Regions from separate parts of the Pan troglodytes genome. Here region 2 is linked to region 1. The links are chromatin contacts, called in public HiChIP or PLAC-seq maps. All regions are on one chromosome and are shown on one strand. The core of a region is the stretch at or near the end of the contact, and the rest is flanking DNA. Distances in the headings are between cores, read along the strand shown.

Region 1 (3,867 bases), core at 1,098-3,597:
TCCAGGAAATCCCAGAGTGGTTTTTAAGCCTCTGCCCACCGCTTGTAAAGAAAGGCAAGAGAGGAACTAATCGATACCAGCACCCCAGCTGTGACCTGGCACATGAAGAAATCAAGAAAATAAATCCCATCCATAATCTGTATAATTTAACACTTGGAAGAAAGCAACATCTGGGATCGACTCCAAGCAGGACAGTTTTGCCTGGATGGATCTGAGCTTCCTGCACTGAGTGTTAAAGCCGCTTAGGAGGCGATACCCTCGGGTCCCTCACCAGTCCAGCAAAGGGACTATCTTTTCCCTAGCAAGGGTTAATCTACCTCCCAAAAAAGAAGAGAGTGAGGAGAACGAAAATAACAACTACTAACATCTACTCCTTGCCAGTAAAGAGGCTGGCAAAGACTCCTCTGACACTTTGAAGGAGGGAAAGCTGGAAACCTTTCCCAAAGGTGGGTTCAGGTCAAACTATTGTCTTGGTAATCAGTCACAATCCAGAATGGAAGCTAACGTGAAATGTGGGAATGATTTTGTTGAATCCTACAGTCCTTTCAATGGACCCCAAAGTCCTATCCCCAGGCAAAGTTGGGAAAAAAAAAAAAAATCCCCTCGGACTACGACTCCCTGGGAAGGCTTTCCAGATGTTTTAAATTGCAGGAAAATGAATTTAGAACATAAGCAGATATCTACACATCACCTAAATCACTAGACCTGTCCTCAATTTTAAAACACACACACACACACACACACACACAGTACACCAGTCGGCAGAACAGGGCACTATAGGAAATAAAGAGTGTTAGTAAAATCCATAATGCTTTCTGTTAGACCTTCTGGGAGGTTATAATTGCATTTGGCCGGCTGCAGGCTTGTCGGAGAGCCTGGCTTCTTAATAGGCTCAACCCTAAAAGGAGTAACTGTCAAGGGGCGACCCAGCTGAAATCAAACAACAAAAACGGGAACTGTAACCCGCCTGAAATGGGAGGAGGAAAAGGAAGGGAGACTCCTGTATTCATCAGTCAACATTAATGTCCTTTGTTGTTCACCTTTACACAGAACAGCGAGAGCTATCCTGTTCCTTTTTCTCCGAACGCCAGTGTCAGGGTACGCTTTCCTAAAAGCTATCTCCCTGCCCCCAAGAACCAGGCTTTCCGATCCCCCTCCCCATTTATCACTCAGCAGCCCTGTACCGCCACACCGCCCCCACTGCGCTCACCCGGGGTCGAGAGGGTGGCCAGAAGTAAAAACACTGCTGAAATACCCGTTCTTCTCCAAAGACCAAAGAACTGAGCGGCGCAGATGTTGAAATTTACCAATGCCCCCGCCCCGCAACATACACACCCCATAAATCCGGGATCGCAGAGAGGGAGGAGGGTCAGAGAGGGCTCAGCCTGTCAGAGCGGCTCTCTCCAGGACCCTGCCACATTCCACACTCCGGGAATGTCGATTCGAGCCAGAGGGAAGGGTTTGCGCCTCCCTACTGTTTTGGGGGTGTTCTCTCTGCCCGAGTGTTGTTGTCTCCCTCTCCACCCAGAGGAACCGTTGCAGCTCCCTGTCGCTTTGGGGAAGAAGGGTAAGGAAGGAGAGAAACCCCATTCGCCTCCTCTTCCAACTTGACATACACACACAAACGCACGCACACACACACACACACACACACACACACACGCCCAGTCGCCACTCCAAACTCCGCAGGCAGAGCCCGAAGCTAGCGGGCCGGCCGCGCGCTCCCCCAAGCTGTCCCGGCGCTTCGGGAACCAGTGCGGGGCGCGCCGAGCAGGCGGTGCGGGGCGAGAGCCTGGTGCGCAGCCCTCTGCCTGGAGCTGGCTCGGCAAAGCCCCGTACCCGCTGCGCGATGCCAGGATTAGGCATTTTCAACCGGGCGGAGCGAGAGGGGCGCGGGGGCAAGGACGAGAAATGCGCACTCGCTCGGGCCAGAGCAGAATAAAAGTTCGCCCCGCGGAGACTCACCCACGCCGTATTTCTCGTGCTCCGTAGGTATCCACATGGCTAAAGGGGCTCCGGGGTCTTCAGGCTTTGTAATCCCCGCGCCCCTTCTCCGGCTCACAACAATGCACAGTCCCCGAGCAGCGCTGCAGTGCCGGAGCCCAGCGGCTTCGCGCGGGCTGCGGGCGCTGGGCAGGATCTGCGCTGGAGGCTCCCGAGCCCAGCGTTGACACTGCGCCGCCCGCAGCTCTCCCGGCGGCGGCTGCTCACAGTCCTCCGACGCGCTCCCGGGTACCCGGCGGCGCAGTCATTGTTCTGATTCACTGAACTAAGCGAACACGCCGGGGCACTCTCCGGCGCACCCCCGCCCGCCAGCGCCTAGTCCAGCCCTCCCGTCCCAGGGCCCCGCAGCACGCTGGGAATTGTAGTTCTTGGCCTCCCCATCCCGGAAGTGGGCGCGGCAATTGTGGTTCGGGGCGGGGATTCAGTTTTACTGATTACGTCCTATTGGTCCAGAGCGCGGCGTAGGTGTGGAGAAAACATTACGTCGACGGGGAGTTCGCCTCCAGTAGCGTTTCTATTGGTGCCACCCCGCCTCCGACCCGCCCTGCGGCCCTCCCTTTTCTTTTCTGCCGGGTAATGGCTGCTTCCAAGACCCAGGGGCCTGTCGCCCGAATGCAGGAAGACCGTGATGGGAGCTGCAGCACAGTCGGGGGTGTAGGTTATGGGGGTGAGTACGGTGCCCCCGAGGCGCGGCTGATGTGTCTTCCTTTCTCTATGACCGGGTGTGCAACGGACCTCTGGTCTGACCCTAGGAGCCCTTCAGCTCTGGGGCCACCTGGGTTCGACTGGGCCCCACGGGTGGTGGCCCAGCGGGATGGGTTGGAGCCGGTGGCGGCTACTTGGTTGGGGCTGCCCGGGGATGGCGGAGAAAATGCCATGGGATGGCGGAGAAAATGCCATGGAATGGCCTTCCCCTCCGCCGGGGAAGCTCCCTGAGCGTTTGTCTTCTGGTTTGGAGCTCCCAGCTTTGAGCTAGCTGCTGAGTGGGTTTGGTTCAGATCTGGTTCGCGCGCGTGTGTTTATAACTTTGGGATTAGCAGCTCTTTTTCCTCACCAGTACACTGCCTTGGTTTGCTTGGTTTGACCTCGCAGATGTGTTTTATTTAGCTTCCGGAGTATTTCCAGTCGCAGACTGGTGGTCACTGCTCTCCACTCTACAGATTTGCCCAGTTTGTGGCTGAGGTGACCTCTGAAGGGAAAGTGTGTGTATCTCACAACCTCCCTGTAGATGGTTAACTGCTCTGGGTGTTCTCCAGATTTGTATGTGGAGCCTGAGAGATCTTCCCAGTCTCTGGGTCCTTAGAGAAAGAAAAGGAAAGTGATAGATAATTTGCACTCGTGGCTTCAAAGAACATTTGAAAAGGGTTTTGAAAACCATCACAACTTTGGCTGTACCTGACTTTCAGGTTGTCCTCTGATCCACTGTAGGAATAAAAAACCAAATTTTGAAAGCTGCAGGTGGATTGTGTTTAGGACTCTTTTACCTTTAGTCTATCCCTCCCCCATTCCCCCCACCCCATTTTTGTCTTGATGTGTAATTTAGCACAAGTTGTCTTTTTCTGATGAACATGGTTTGGGGCTTAAATATAGTTCTCAGACTGTTGCGACTTTGTTTTTCGGTTTATTTGTTTTTGCTTTCACAGTTAAATTGATATCATCTTAAATATTTACCTCAGCGGCACAGAGTTGAAGTGCAGTTTTTTCCCACTTCCCAACAGTGGAACTCCCTACTCTGAAATTATTTTAGTACCTCTACCAAACAAATCTTTGGTAGTCTCCTGAGTTAAATATTGAATTTAACACCCTAATGGTTTATTTTTGGGTTGGTTATATATTGGGCTATCTGATGGTAACAGACTATTA
Region 2 (3,847 bases), core at 1,019-3,518, 220 kb after region 1:
TGTGGATGTTTCAGAGGACTTTCTCCATTCCTTTCTAGTCGGCTTACAATGATGGGCCTTGATAGTTTGGATTCATGGAGAAATAAATCTCTTTTTAAAAATGGCTACATACAGATGAAGAAATTTCTTTCAGTAGATGTGGTTTAACAATAAACTGGAGAGATCTGACTATCACTAGGGATAGCATCAACCTCTCCACAGCCCTGTCTTAGCATTTCATTGTTTCCATAATATCCACCAAAAGGCTTTGGTTTAGAGTTCACTTCTTAAAGCATTTAGCCCTAGGAGTAAAACAAGTGTGGATTAAATCCTAGCTTGAACAATTTACTAATTCATCATCCTGGGACTCAGTTTCCACAATTTTAGCAACACCTATTTTTCCGAGTTGTTGGAAATACTAGCAAATATGTATGCTACACCCCTTGAACAGTGTCCATTCTTCGATGAAGAATAAGCTATGAATAAAAATAGACCTACTATTCCTACTAAAAATTGTAGGGGAAAAAGATTGGAAGGAAATACATCAAAATGAATAATCATTGCTGTTAGGTGGTGAGATTATTGTGCTTTTATCTTGGTAATTTAAATTTTCCCCAGCTTTTTATGTCTTGTAAAATGACTTTGCAGTAGGTTTATAATCAGAAATGTTAATAAAATAATAACTTAAATAACCTGTAGTAGTTTAAAAGTTCTCAATTATCCTTCCACAATTCTGTCCTGTTCCTCAATAATAACACAAATCTAACTAAATAAAATAAGTTGTGTCAGTTCATTTCATTAGCAACCAGGAGAATTAATATGAGTACACAGACCGAGGGTCTAAAACAAAAAATCAGTCTGCAAACAAATATGAGTAACAATTTAAACGAGGGGCCTGATCTTCAGCACAAATATTGAAGTCAGAACTTTCAGGACCTGGTGAACAGAAGGCAAGCTTTGAATAATGTTGGCCAAGAAGAACAATCTCGAGATCAGGAAATGGGCCAATAGTGTGCCCTCTGTGAACCAGAGAGCAGCCCTCATTGTCTGCTGGGAAAGCATCCTCTTCAAAGGCAATTCTGGAGGAACCTTAGCCACGCCACAGCCACTTTCAGGGATCAGTGTGGAGAAAGATTCATAGTCAGGTTGTGGGTGCCTCCGCAATGGGATGACTATTGTTTGCATCACCTGAGGGGTGGAAAGTGACCACTGGCTGGGAGAATGCAATCTCAGAGATTGGTACCTAAGAGGGAAGGAAATGCAGAGATGGTAGTTTCTGCTCTGTGAACTGCCCAGCCCCTCTCACCTCCTATTGCTTGCAGGGGCTGTGATCAAGGTTGCAAGAGGATCAGTAGGGACTGAGTCTCCTGCATGAGACTTCTAACAACTTCGCATTTGACAAGCGAGGAAACAGGAAGTAGGGGGCTTAGATGGAAACATGGGGCGGGGGATGGTATATTTAAGACTTCAAAGGGCAAGTATTTTTGCCAATTCAGGTTCCCCAGTGACTGAAGATGTTGAAATGCGTTTCCTGTGTTGCTCCTTTTCTGTGTTGACCAGCTCTGTAACTCATGACACCTGCAGTCTGCTGCAGAGCTCTGCATCCTGACAATCAGAACAAACCATTCATCTCACAGTCCTACAGTAGAAAGCTAGGGTCAATTAGTTACCAAAATTGATACTTATTATGGGGAGAATTTATAACAGAATAGATGGCAAGCCATTTTTACAACTCTGGCTATGCCCTTGGATTGCACAGACAAGATTAGGAAATTAATAACACAGTTGCGCTCCATCTATCTTTTGGAAAACACATCTAATTTTTCCCCTTAGCTTCATTTTTATGTTTCCACTTTGAGCAGATCTTTTACTTGCTTTTTCCTCCCTCTCATTTAACTCTTAAAAGAAGAATGGGAGCAATATTCCCGCAAGAAAGTTAGTACTTTTCCTGCTCAGGGCATCCCATGATTCAAAGGAGAAAACGTTCAGGTGTTTATAAGAACACCTGACCATTTGGCTGCACCTCAAGAACTGGGATCAGGAGGTCTGAGTCCAGAGAAGGAAAATAACCAGTTGGATCAGTGGGCGAGAGATGGGAGAATAAATAGGGTTGTGACAAAGAGAAGGTCAGCTGTAAATGGGTCAGGAGACCAGAGTGGACAGAGTAGGCCCTGGAATGCTTGCTCGGAGGCCTGCCATGAAGGATTTCTGCCTGCTTCCCCACCCTACCCCGGGGGCAGGATGACTCAGCACTTCCTATTGTTGTGAAGGCCAACCCCAGGAGGCCCTACCAAGGCTGACTGCTGTTAAAACCAGACTGCACTCCTTCTGGCTCCTGGTTCATTCAAGGTCTACATAGTTAAAGGTTGTTCCAGAGGGATGTGTGTAATTCCTCCCGGTATTTGATGTTCCTTTATTACTTATTTTCACTTGAGCCAACAGCCTGAACTGGTCAGGCTTTGGGCTGATGCCAGCTGCTTTATCTGGTAGCACTGTTACATAAAATTAACATTTATTGGTGATCACTAGGTGCCAACATTATGTGAAGAACTTTACGTGGACATCCCATTTAATTCTCAGAAGCTGATCACAAGGTAGGTATTATCTCCATTTGCATATGAGAAAACTGAGGCTTAAAGGTGTTAAATTGCTCAAGGACTAATATGCTACTCAAGTCTTTTGAGTTAAGAGTCCATGCTCTTAACCTGGTAAGTGGTGGGTATCTTGGCAGAGATTAGAAATGTTTCTTTGAGATTGAACAAAAACCAGAAGGTGATCATATGCAGAAGAACACGGAGAAAATTAAAAGCAAATAGTGGGTCAGGAAGGTGATGAGGAGGGAAGGATAGAGGGAGGGGAGCATGAGCTCTTGGTAGAAAATCAAAGTAGCTAAAACCTCTGGCCCTTTGTGGTCATGGAGGGTCCCACCTACAGGATTGCTCATGTAACATCTTTTCAAGATCGACATGCTTTGTTATCTCCATTTTTCATATATGTGCTCCGTGGATTTATCATGTACATCTGGATTCTTCTAGCCACCAGGGGACAAATGTGAATTCAGTGTGACTGAAGAGGCATCTGCCGTACTGTAACTGAAACACAGGTTCAGTTGCTCACTGCTTGCAGAGTCCAATTAACGAGAGCGGGATCTGTTATAAAGAAAGTGATTTATTCCAAAGCTTAGCTTATGAGAAGAAATACAGGTTCTTCCTTTTAAGGATAATGCTTTTCTTTGGGGGCAGAAAGCAGGGGCTTTTAAAGGGGCACTTGGCATGAACAGCATGCAGGGGAGGGAGCCAGCAGGTGGGGGTTTACTTGACTCACTTATGGTGTCTTATCTACCCCGTGGTCGAGCTGGCACCATTGCAGGCAGAGCTAGGTTGTAAAGTGGCCATCGTCTGGGGATACTCTCCAGGTGGCAGAGAGTTCTGTTGCAGGCATACTTTTGGTTGTAAATTGACTGTGCTGTCTTGGGGTAATCTGGTGCTCTGGAGGTTCTAAGTCAGCACAGGGTCAGCTTGCTGTGTAGGGAGTGTCTCGTGAAGGGAAGGTAAAGATTATGATAGTATTTCTTTCTTTCTTTTTTTTTTTTGAGACAGAGTTTCGCTCTTGTTGTCCAGGCTGGAGTGCAATGGCACGATCTTGACTCATTGCACCCTCCGCCTCCCAGGTTCAAGCGATTCTCCTGCCTCAGCCTCCCGAGTAGCTGGGACTACAGGCGGCTGCCACCACACCAGCTAAGTTTTGTATTTTTAGTAGAGATGGGGGTTTCACCATGTTGGCCAGGCTGGTCTCGAACTCCTGACCTCAGGTGATCCACCCGCCTCAGCCTCCCAAAGTGCTGGGATTGCAGGCCTGAGCCACCGTG

What was found. HiChIP or PLAC-seq counts read pairs in DNA pulled down with a chosen protein or histone mark.
Region 2: a contact with region 1 is called in an H3K4me3 HiChIP or PLAC-seq map of stem cell-derived excitatory neurons, with 9 times the contacts expected there. The contact joins the promoter of IFRD1 here to the promoter of DOCK4 in region 1. A contact is called at or near these places in 2 of 7 Hi-C or Micro-C datasets (induced pluripotent stem cells and stem cell-derived neural progenitor cells) and 1 of 1 datasets of contacts at active chromatin or transcription factors (stem cell-derived excitatory neurons).

The regions. Positions count from the first base shown.
Region 1 is chr6:127,578,450-127,582,316 of NHGRI_mPanTro3-v2.0_pri, forward strand. It overlaps DOCK4 (dedicator of cytokinesis 4), which reads right to left and starts at 2,348. Exons shown (of 52, transcript XM_519315.8): 1 at 1,966-2,348. The coding sequence starts at 2,002. ZNF277 (zinc finger protein 277) reads left to right here and starts at 2,366. Exons shown (of 12, transcript XM_519316.7): 1 at 2,366-2,671. The coding sequence starts at 2,581.
Region 2 is chr6:127,794,487-127,798,333 of NHGRI_mPanTro3-v2.0_pri, forward strand. IFRD1 (interferon related developmental regulator 1) reads left to right here and starts at 2,269. Exons shown (of 13, transcript XM_063815010.1): 1 at 2,269-2,377; 2 at 2,509-2,573.